2 separate regions of the Mus musculus genome follow, and region 2 is linked to region 1. Evidence: chromatin contacts called from public HiChIP or PLAC-seq data. All regions are on one chromosome and are shown on one strand. The core of a region is the stretch at or near the end of the contact, and the rest is flanking DNA. Distances in the headings are between cores, read along the strand shown.

Region 1 (5,839 bases), core at 3,074-5,573:
CGTCGGGCTCGGCTCCTCCGAACCGTCTGGCGGACTTGGCACCGGCCCCCGCTCCTCAGTGCCCCCGCGGTGCGTGGCAGGCTGTGGCTTCATTATCCTGATTGATTCCTCCTGCTCCCCGACACCGTGGGGGCCCCGGCCAAGGAAGGGGGAGGGAAGCGGCATCTGCGGGGCCCATTCCCGTTCCTCCACCCAGCCGCTCCTCGGGCTGCCCGGCTACCGACCCTCGGCGCCCCGCGGCGGCCAGTCGGATGGGGCGGGGTGGCAGCATCCCCCAGAATCAGAAAGGTGTCTGGGTGGGGAGGGAGAATGGAGCTGGACTGAGAACTGAGAAGAGCAAGACCCGGCAGAATGGGAAAGGTGACATCTCTGAGAAGCGGGGTCTCCTGGGCATCCAAGTATACTTCTCAAGTGACAAGTCATGGGTACGGTCTGCCCAGAAACTGCAGGAGCTTTAAGCAGGAGGACCCGTCCTCAGAATCGGGTACCCACCCCCCACCCCCCACGATCCCCAGTCAAGGGCTGAAATCTGGAGATCAGGCCTGAAGGTGGAGTGTCTTCATTCTGCCACTTGGCCTGTGACCCGGGCAAGTAACTTGCTTTCTTGGCCGTGGTTTGTCTATACAGTAGAATTATTATCTCCCAGCATCAATGGTTACATAATTTACATGTTGGCAGCAGGGCCCTAGCCAAGTTCACCAGAAACAAGAAAGGACGCTGTGGGGCTGGCCTCCATCCCTGTGCTATTTGGGGTGGATCACTTGAGGGAGGTGAGTCTCCTCCACAGCTTTAATTCCTTCAGCTGAGATGACCTGGACCTTGTAGCCAATGCTGCTCCCCTGGTCAGAGTAGAAAGAAAGGCTGCCCCCTCACCTCTGTTCGCGTGTGTGTGTGTGTGTGTGTGTGTGTGTGTGTACGCGCGCTGGGAGGACATATTTAGTGTCAGTTTACACGGGCTCTCTCACCACTCCTGTCCCCAGCCCTAACAGTCTCCCCACTAGGGTCCCATCTAAGGACCTGGTAAATCTTCTATATGGGACCCTCGGAGTAACTCGCAACCACATCCTGGGAAAGGGGCAATTGTTGGAGCGCTTGAGGCCATTTCTTCCAGAGCTGTGACTGGTGTTGTTGAACACACTTGAAGTCACCGCTGCAGTTTTGATGCCTCTGTCTAGATCTGTCTCTTCTGTGAATCCATTCATTCCTTTTCCGATCCACATTTACTGGACCAGTAGGTGACAGTGTGAGAATGGACACCCATGGGGGTGGGGCAGGAAGAGTGCCACTCTGAGTCTCTCTTCTGGTACAGAGGGATCTGCTGTAGCAGGATCTCCCAGATTCTACAATATCAGGACGCTTTTCCTTCTGAACACACTCTTGACGTAGATTCACTCGGGGGAGGGGGCGATCATAAAATCTGAGGCTGTGGCTCTTGTTCTCTGTTTTTATTGGGATTGCCTATTTTTATAACAATCACATATTTTTATGTCCAAGGCAAAAAAAAAACACAGTAAAAACATCACCATGGGGGGGAGTGAATGATACCCTCACACATACCTGGTAATCAAGAGGTAATTCAGCATGTGTGTCTAGCTAGGCCTGCCAACCTGTACTGGAGCCTTGGCCAATGTACCCCGTATACAGCTGCCTCAGTCTCCCCAACCAGCCTGGCTGATCCTTGCTCTTCTGCTCCATTCTCAGTGCCGCCAGCCCTGAGCACTAAGAATACAAACCGTGTGAACCCCTCCATGTGGAGTCTCCAGGCAGAAGAGGAAGCCATGGCCGCCTAGTGGCTGCCAGGGAGGCTGGCAGGAAGGGGCTTCATCAGACATCTCCTGGGAAACAGTGAACTCCCCATAGAAAGGACATTTGACAGTAAAATTCCTGCCTTAGTGTGTTTGTGTCAGTGTTGGGGGCGGGGGAGGGGGGGAGGGAGCTAGGCTCCCTGTGCCCTCTGCCCTTCACTCTCCTCAGGGGAGCCTCTTGGAAGCTCTCACACTGCTTCCCCAAATCTAGTCCTCATATGCTCTGAGCTCCTGAGACTTGAATGTCATCTAGAAAAATGTTCCTGTAGATTCCTGATCCAGGTGGAGAAGAGCCCTGGGCTGAGGGTTGGAGGCCCAGGTACTCTCCTTTTTACCTCTCTGGGTGGCCCTGGCCTGTTTTAGCCCCTTGCTGAGTCTTGGCTGCCAACTTTTCAAAATGAGGGTGCCAGAGAAGATTTGCCACCAGGAGTTCCTGCACTGTGGCTCCTTCAGTGGGGGCATTCAAGCCTTCATTGGGGGCATTCTAAGCCATTCATTTCTGCCCCTGGGACAGCTATCCAGAGGTTAACAACCAGTTGCTTAAACCAGCCTGGCCCTTCATCTGCACATGCGTTCATGTGATTAATTCCTGCTTTTTGAGAGTAATGTTTACTCTGAGAGGGTCCAGAGGTTACCTGAAGTTTTGCAAAAGGGGCATCAGGCACTCCTTGCTGTTTAGTGCAAAGGCCAGCTGCCTGCTATGGTCCTTCATTGACCCAGCTTTCTGGGGAGCTGGAGTGTCCCCACACGTCCCTGGTGTCCAAAGCTAAGTTAAGGAAGAAATCCTTGAAATTCTTGCCCCCTCCCTCACCTTCTCTCTCTCTCCTCTCTCTCTCCCCTTCTCTCTCTCCCCCTTGCTGGGGTGGAATCTGGGCCATTGCAGGTCTATGGAAACACCGGAGGGATCCAATCCACCCCTCTTAGACTGGGAACAGAAACCAGGAATCCACAGACAGAATCAGAAGCGTTTAAGTAAAAGCAAGAGGCTTTGATCCAAATGGAGAGTTCCTTCCTTCCTTCCTGCTGGACTCACCTTCCTTTTCCCTGGGACACCCCCCTCCCATCCCTCCTCAGCATGGTGGCAGGTTCTGAGGGAGCTCCTCAGGCAGGAGAGAACCCTGAGGGAGCAGGGAAAGGAGCCCCTGGGCCCCAGCCTCCTTCAGGTACCACTTAGCCCTCCTGGCCTGTTTGACCTTGGGGCTCCTGACCTTGATCTGCCCTTGGCAGTGGCAGAGAAAGATGGAGGAGCTAAGTGAAGGAGCTGAGAGTGCGGATCAGACAGCCTGGAATAAGGAAGAGCAGGAAGCAGAAGAAGCAGGGGGCGGGGCCAGTGATCTGGCCCTCTGTCACCTTTCCTGAATACCTACTATGCACCAGGTGATGGGCTCTACCCCAGTTTAAACTGGATTGTGCCATCCAGGCCCGCCCCAGCCCTGGGCCGAGGTGTTACAGTCTCCACTCTGCCCTGACAGAGAAGGAAACCGAGACTCTGAGCCTTATGTAATCTGCCCAAGGTCACACAGCTTGTCAGAAGTACAGCCAGGAGCCTAGCCCAGGCCTGGCGGCCTCCAGTGGCTTCTCCTTGCTGCCAGAAAGTCCTCCTCCTGGAAAAGAAGGTCTGGGGTTGGGGTTTTCAGTTCGAGCTCCTGGGGATCCTCGGGCAAATCCATTGTCATCTGCCCTCTCCTCCTCACCCATCTGCCAGGCCAGTCGCGGGTGAGCCCCCTGCCACGGCCCCTGCCCCAGCCCCAGGTGCAAGCTTATCTTTGCCTGGCTCCCCACCTCTCCCCCGTGCACCCAAGGTGGTTCTGAGGTCACCACCCACCCACCCCCGCGCGTGCCTTTAGCGCCTTTAATTCTGCATCGCCATGTCGACTCAAAGTGCATGGGAAAAGCCGGGCCAGAGTGGAGGTCACTTGAAGGTTGAAAGTGGTGGCTCTTTGGGGGCAAAAGATTGGGGTGCTGATTACCTCCCCTGATTTAAAAGAACCCTCCCCAGCCTCCACCCCTCACCCGAGAGACAGCCAGAGCTTTGCTAAGTTAATGAAATACAAAAGAAGGAATCAGAGGTGGGGGAGGCTCCCGAGCCCTGGAAAGCGAGGGAGAGAAAAAGTTGGGTCTCTTCCAAAGAGTTAATGTTCCACAGTATGATCGATTAGGTGTCAGATGTAATTTCAAACCAATACAAGATGAATGGCATAATTTTCCCTCTCTCATTTTAGACAGAATTAAGAATCCATTAGCTAACACAAATTTTTGGCAAGTTTAATAGGAGCTCAAATCTACATTCGGAGGAAACGCTCCCCAAAGCCTGTTTCAAGCTTTTACTTCTTCGGCCCCCTGCCTCCAATGCCCTCAACTCTCAGCAGCCGGCTGCTGTGTCCCCCACCGGCAGCCCCCACTCCTTTCCTGGCCCCCAAATGCCCCTCCCTAACCCAGCCCAAGATTAACTGGCCTGACCCCTCTCACAAAGGCCGGGCCAGCCCACCATTGTCTTGCAGTGGATGGTTGGAGGAAGGGTTGGAGGGGCTGGCAGAGGGCCCAGGGAAAGGAAGGTTTTCTGAATTGGCCCCAGGCTCCAGAAGCACCCTGGGGAGAGAGGTAAATTGGGACCCTGGTCAGTTCCTCAGTTGTAACCCCAGGAAAGTTTTTATCCTAAATAGAACATTATCCCACTCACTCCCCCAGTCTTGCTGTTCCCAACAGTCAATATGTTACTCCATGGAGTGACTATCGACCCATTTCTCACATGAAGAAACTGAGCCCAGAGAGTTGATTGTAGTCAGCTGCGCACAGGATGGACCCTGGCTCTGCTACTCATTGCTTACTAGAACCTAAAGACGCTTGCCCTGGGGCCTCAGTTTCCCTCTGTGGAAAATGGGGAGGGCATCGGAATGGAATGGGATGGCTCCCAGCAGGGCTCAAGGTGCTGCCTAGTGCTTTGAGGCTCTCTTGGCAAAGAGCATCCCTGGCTGTCCAGGCTAGAGCCAAGAGAGTCAGCTCAGTGCTGGCCCAGGGAAGCTCACAGCCTAGTAGGCAGAGTAATTATGGCCCTTACCTTTTACTAGTGGTTTCCTGTGTCAAATCTGGAAACAGATTTTTTTTCAAGACAGGGTTTCTCTGGGTAACCTTGGCTGTCCTCGAACTCACTCTATAGACCAGGCTGGCCTTAAACTCACAGAGATCCATTTGCCTCTCCCTTCCAAGTGTTAGGATTAAAAGGCATGTGCTGCCGTGCCCAGTGGGAACAAACTCTTTACACATATTATTCCTCAACATACCCATTCTCCAGATTCAGAAACTGAGACCCAGATGAAGGTCACCCAATTAGGAAGTGGCAGAGCTGGATTCCACTTCAGAATGCCTGGCTCTAAGGCCTGTTGCTGTTGCTAGCAGTTGGCAGAGGGCAAGGAGGCTTGGATTAGGTCTTTCCCCTACCTTAATTTTGTTTGTTTGAAATAGGGTTTCATGTAGCTTAGGCTGACCTCAAACTTGCTATGCATCTGATGACTTTGAGGCCCTGGCCATCTGGCCTTAGCCTTCCAGGTGCTGGGATCGCCAGCATGGGCAACACACCCTTCAAGTAACCTTGAGACAGGATGTCACTCCATAACCTAGGCTAGCCTCAAACTTACAGCAATCCCCCTGCCTCATTTTCCAAGTACCACAACCCCCTCTTGAATTAGGTCTGAACTGATGAGTGAGAGCTTCCAGGTGGGTAAGGTGCAAAAGGACATTCTAGGCAGTAAGAATTCCACATACAAAGGCACACACAGAAACCCTGGCTAGAGGGCCTGTAAGGACCAGACTTGCTGTAGACAGCAGAAAACTTTGGGCAGATGAGCTGGCCCGTACTCATTATGCCCACAGCTTTGCTGTAACAGTGGGTAGATCTTCCTACTGTTTGACTCCCACAGACAGCTCCGCTCCACAGGCCCTGCTTAGGAATTTTGACTTTGTCCTGGGGTCTAAGAATCATCCCTGTCCCCCAAGTGCCAACAGCTCAGCTTAACTGCCTTGCTGTACACATTGCA
Region 2 (5,629 bases), core at 2,156-4,655, 290 kb after region 1:
TCCCATTAGAAGCTCCTCCTATCTCTCAGCTCTGGCCTAGAACAGCCCGCACGGGGGGTGGGGGGGGGGTGGGGGGGTGGCTGGTGGTAAGCAGGATCTTACCAGGTTGTGGATAAGGTTGGTGAGGGTCCAGACGACAGGGACGCTCACAAAGGGAATGCTCAGCAGCACGACATGCAGGAGTCCGATGGCCAGCACGTAGGAGAGCCAGATGCCGCGACTGTTCATCACCCGTGTGTTGGGGTTCACCTCACTGTGTGCTGTGCCCACATTCATCCTGCCACCCCTCTTGACTGCCGCTCTGCAAAAGAGCAACACAGGTGAGACAAGTCACACCACTTTCCCTGCCCCTCACACCCCAAGCCCCAGAGAGGCAGGCTTTTCACTCCCTGAGAACTCCACACCACTGTCCACTGTTGGGAGTCTCAAGCCCAGAAGCTGGAGAAAGTCCATGTGAACGTGACACTAGTCATTTCCTGTCACTGGGCTGGACTAACACCAGGCTGTCATACACACCATCTGCTGACATAGCCAGGGAGGACAAGTCACCAAGAGGTGACCAGCAATCAATTGCCCAGGCTATAACAATCAGTGCCTTTACCCCAATCATATCCCCTACAGATCTCCTGAGGGCCTCTTCCTCCTGCAGGAGGGAAAAAAGCCTGCCCTGGAACTCTCACTCAAAATAACCTCTGCTGGCTCTCACTGAAGACCTGACAGAAGACACCCACCACCCTAAGCTCTCCCCCCAAAACGTTAAGAAGCAGAGAAGATCTGTGGGTGCAGCAAGCAACAACGGATGAAGAACTTTGGGGCTACTGTTCCTACCACCCCTATTTCTCCAACCCTGGATTTTCTCAAGCCCAGGCCCAGGATGACTGACAAGGAAGGGAGAAGAGGGCAGAGGCAACAGCAGGCCAGGGACAGCCTTCCCTCAGTCCTACAAACACTGCCACATCAAATGACCCATCCATTAGGACATTTTGTCCACTTGGCAGCTGCTGAGGCTGACTCTCTTGGGGTGCCACCACTAGATGCCAAACCACCCAAGCCCTTCAGCCCACCAGGGAGAGAGGAGGACATGACCAGAGCACACAGCTGACATCAACACGGGTAGGATGTGCACGGGTAGGATGTGGTACCTGTACCAACCTTCCCCTCCCAAGGACACAAAACTACCTGTGGCCTCCCTCCTACCGCCTCTCTTCTCGGCCTCACCTGACCTCGCTCCCTTCCCAGCATCTGTCTGTGGGTGTGAGGTGACAACACCCCTTTCTTGCCCAGCCCCAGTGGTAGAAGCTCTACACAAGGAACTGAAAAAGGCTACCCTTCATGCCCAGAATACAACAGTAGTAGCCCACAGTGGCCAGAGGGGAGCATGGCTGTCCCCAGATTCCTGAGGGCCCACTTGCTGACCAGCAGAAAGTGGAAATGGGAGGCATCCATGTACTGGCTTACCCTCTCCCACTTTAGTGTCGAGCCTGGGAAAGACACATTACTGAGGCTAACAGCAAGGTGCACAGAAAGAAGGAACAATGGAGAGAGTCTGGAAGTGCCAGCCCAGCTCCCTCACCCTGCTGTAGTCACCTCACCCCCAGACTCAGATGCTATCTCACCCAGCTAGGATTCTGGCCAAGCCTCCTCCACAGGAGCTAGCATTCACTCAGATAAGTTCATTACTTAAGGATAATGGAAGCAAGTTTCCTCTTCTCAAATACCTCGGGAGATAGGACCCACAACAGTTTCCCAACAAACATACCCCTGAGTTGGCCTAGGGTGCATGCAGGTGGACATACGCCAGGGACCAAACTCCTGGCTCATTAAGACAGATAACTGGTCCCAACAGAAACCCAAGGAACTAGAACACCAGTTGTTTACCTTCCTCAGGCCTTAGGGCCCTTAACAGAGCCCACCCCTGGGACATCTACTATGTAACAGCCTCCATGGGAGGGCAGGGACTGAGAGCTAAAGTCTCTGAAAGATCATTAAGGTGAGGAAAAGTTTCCCAAGTCTCGGCAGAAACTGCTGTCCTTCTCCATTACACAGCCCTACAGTGGCACAGCTATAGACACAACTCCCTCACACTGCGGTTCAGTAGTGCCAAACCTCTGGCTGGATCCCAGGACTGCAAGACCCTCCACTCCTTTCTGGCTCTAACAGGGCATCTAAGAGAGCCTAGGTGACCCCACGGGAACTGTCTTCCTAAAGCCTAAGTGCTAGTTGTCTTTTAAAGCAGGTTAGGAACTTCAGGAGACTGCTGCACCCTCTTTCACCATCCTCCCAAAAGTACTCCTGAGACTTTCCTGTGGCTTTGTGTATTTCCATTAGGACACAACTGACCTTTCTCCCAGAAGTGAAGAAATAGGAGACTGGCAGGGGCAGAAAGGTCTGGGGTGACCAGACTGAAAACTGCTACCACAACTGGCAGGTAGCTGGTGTGATTTCATAATCTGCCTCAAATCAGAGCCTGAAGCAACTCCGTCCTGTTAACCACTTTTTTTTTTTTTAAACTTTTGGCTATGGTATAGCTCTTTGCCTCTTTTCCATGCAGGCCCAAGCCAGTCTGTCAGACACTCATGCCAAGACCAGATTACCACCCCCATCTCCTCCCTCCCGCCTTCCCCCCCTCCCCGCGGCGTTAACCATCCGGTAAGCACTTCCCAAATCCCTCCCCAGTTTAAGACTTGCCCTTTATACAGCAAACCTGTTCCCAAGGGATCCCAAGAGGGAGTTCATGCAACACACAATGTCGCTTCCACTCGGCCCACCCTCAATCTGCAGAACCACGGTTGTCCTCGCCAGCCCGACTCCTGGACTCAGGAAAGTGGGTGTGGAAAAAAAAGCAAGCCTCCACGAGTCAGGAGCGAGGGAACGGTGTCCTCGATATCTTGGGAGTATGTGTATGAGAACTCCTTCCACGGGGCCTCCCGCTTCTGCTCTGCAGCCTGGTACCTCGCACTAGCAGTCTGGCCGGGTTCGGGGCCCAACCCCCATCTCCACGCATTCACTCAACCCTGGAGGCAGCCAAACCTTTATCCCTTAAGTCCAGCCGTTCCCCGCCTCCCACCCCCAGCTGCAGCGCTCCTCCCGGATTATCACCCCCGGCCCCCTGCTCCCACTTTCCTCTTTTGGCACTCCTTCGCCTGATGCACGCACTCTCCACCCCCAGCCACCCAGCTCAGGTCTCCTCCTGCGCGGACGCCTCCCCAGCAGCAGCCTTCTCTCCCGGCTCTCCAACCCGTGGAGCCTTCGGGCTTCACCACTCCGATGCCACCCGTCTGGACTCACCGCGCGGGGTTGGAGGTCGAGGGCCCGGGAGAGAGCCCGAGAACCCGGGCCGCGGCCGCTCCAGCAGCTGTAACAAACCAGCGGCGGTGGCTACCCCGCTGGCAGCTCTGGCCGAATCAGCTCCCCGAGCCGGGGCGGTGACGTCACTACCACGCGCCTATCACGTTGTGCCTCTTGGGAAGTGTAGTTTCTAGGCTGCCTCCTCACCGGCCCGCCCGGCGCCTCCTGGGAGTTGTAGGCTTTTCCCTGGTCTAGCTTTTGATCCCACCGCGAGCTTTGGCACCCCGCAGAACGTCCCACCCTGACGCAATAGTGAGATCAGATGCTGTCTCTTTGGTGCGTTAACAATTGTAGCTTTTGCATCTGCGCCCTTCACGTGTTGCACAAGCGGTTTGTCCATGTCCCATCTTGTAGTCGAAGACTTAAGAGTTTTAAGTAACCTGCATTAAGGCCCTGCTAAGATAGCCTGACCCTAAATGCAGAGGTTGTTTTGGTTTGGTTTTTTCCTAACCGTCGCTGCCTGGGCCCCGGATTATCTCCAGAAGCCGAGAAACACTACCCTTTGCCCCGAAGGAGCCCCATTCACTCCCGGGATTACATTTTTCAGGACTTTAGTTGGGTACATGTGTTCAGGGTAGAGACAGGAGCCTGTGGGCATCTTTGGCCCACCTAGTCTTTATGCTTAATCCTTGCTGGTGTAGGTCTGGCCACTCCTGGATCTCCTCCCTACATCAGGTATAAAATAGGATTTATGTCATAGGACGAGACCTTACTAACGTGAGGAGCTTTGAGCTTCTGTCTGAGGTTAATACGTGTAGCTTTAGGTAGGGAGCCTCATTTCTGCAACTTTCATGTCTGGAAGCTCTGAAAAGAAGGGCACAGACTTTATTGCTAGGTACATATAGTGTATGTACATCTTTATTGGCAGAGTAAGCCTGGACAAATGACTTGTCTTAATCTCAGTTTTACAGCTGTCAAAACTTACTCCCAAGGTTGCTTTGATATTTCAAAAGAATGTCATACAAAGCACTTCTTATCTTGTAGGAACGCAACTAGAGTGTTCTTTGGCTCTCCTAGGTCACTCCCACTTTCCACGTCAACAATAGAGGGCCTCCTTTTAGTTGTTTCTACTTCCCCCGCCCACCTTCTCAGTCTCGTGCCCATAAACCCTGGCAAGGCTGGAATGACAGGAATAGATGACGTAACAGATGCCAGCCTGGCTGGCTGTATATGCGCGACGGACTGAACATGCGAGGACTGGAAGGAGAAGGCCTGCCCGGACAACCTGGGGAGCTTTTTCCTTAGACCCGCCCATCATCAGGGAGCTGCCAGAGGGGGTGGGGGCGGGGAGGAATAGCTGTCTCCGGCCGGAGGCGGAGCCCTGGAAGCCAGGAGTGAGTGTATATCTATCTGACTTACCCTGAGAAGTAAAAATGGGCAGCTTCTCAAGTATTCCAGAGGCAGGGGCCCTTCAGATCCGAACATCTAACTAACCGTCCTTCAGCCTCTGTGAGACTGAAGAAGCCTCACAGAGACACCCCCACACTTCCACACTCCCACACCGCACCTCCACCCCCTATTCCCTCCTGCTCAGCCTTAGAGCCAAAACAATGGGGGGGGGGGTGTTTTTGTTTTTGAGTTTTGTTTTGTTTTTTTTCCAAAATGAACTTGCCGGATTCCTTTGATTTTTTTTTTTTTTTCCTGGAATTCTTCCATTGTCCATCAAGTTGGTTGAGCTCTGGATCTTTGCCAGTTTTCTCCCATCTCTGTGAAGTTCAGGGACCAGACAGGGTCTACATCTCAACAAGGCACTCTGACTAATGCAGACTCCATTGGCAAGGTCACTGGCTATGTCATGGCCTATTAATAGCTCCTGTTATCAAGTTGTTTTTTTTTTTTTTCTTCCACAATGGGAATGAACAAAGTTCTGGTTCTTTCTGCCTTGTGGTAAGTTATGGATCACATTCCACTCGAGTTAACTCGAGTCCCTGTCACCATCTCCTCTAATTCATTGCCTCAAGACAACCAAGTCTTCCTCTAGCTGTGACGCCTGAGCACTGTTCAGGAAGAGTGAAAGCACAAGGCACCGGGGAACACGCAATCCCTGGGACAAAAGATTGACACCGTGTGCCAAGGAACTAAATTGTCCATGCCCTGAAGGCATGACTGTATCCACATCTAAGAAAGCAAACCCATTTACAGCACACGGCTCCGTGTGAGAGGTTGTGTATCCCAGCAATGTCTCTAGCAGTGAAATCCTGAGAGCCATGTAAGTGCCCAAGAAAAAAGGGAATGCTCTATCCACACTGGGCAGAAAAATACGAAACCACTTATGGCTGTA

Evidence for each region. HiChIP or PLAC-seq counts read pairs in DNA pulled down with a chosen protein or histone mark.
Region 2: an H3K27ac HiChIP or PLAC-seq map of embryonic stem cells shows a contact between it and region 1, with 3 times the contacts expected there. The contact joins the promoter of Ormdl3 here to the enhancer-like site in region 1. A contact is called at or near these places in 3 of 39 promoter capture datasets (embryonic stem cells, liver and pre-B cells), 2 of 484 Hi-C or Micro-C datasets (liver and nephron progenitors), 10 of 115 datasets of contacts at active chromatin or transcription factors (the 230-238 cell line, the NIH/3T3 cell line, T-cell acute lymphoblastic leukemia and 4 more) and 1 of 9 other capture datasets (liver).

What each region holds. Positions count from the first base shown.
Region 1 is chr11:98,294,723-98,300,561 of GRCm38.p6, forward strand. Gm31317 (a long non-coding RNA gene) reads right to left here. Exons shown (of 3, transcript XR_389006.2): 3 at 4,146-4,394. It overlaps Gm31194 (a long non-coding RNA gene), which reads left to right. Exons shown (of 2, transcript XR_389003.3): 1 at 1-770; 2 at 1,702-1,893. Among named protein-coding and RNA genes, the nearest start is that of Gm31194, 3.0 kb to the left of the region's middle. Within about 2 kb of position 4,324, at least 18 of the 459 cell types and tissues checked have an H3K27ac peak or open chromatin away from gene starts, as enhancers often do. A contact at or near this core is called in embryonic stem cells and liver, where this site is marked.
Region 2 is chr11:98,583,840-98,589,468 of GRCm38.p6, forward strand. Ormdl3 (ORM1-like 3 (S. cerevisiae)) reads right to left here and starts at 3,406. Exons shown (of 4, transcript NM_025661.4): 1 at 3,289-3,406; 2 at 103-301. The coding sequence starts at 276.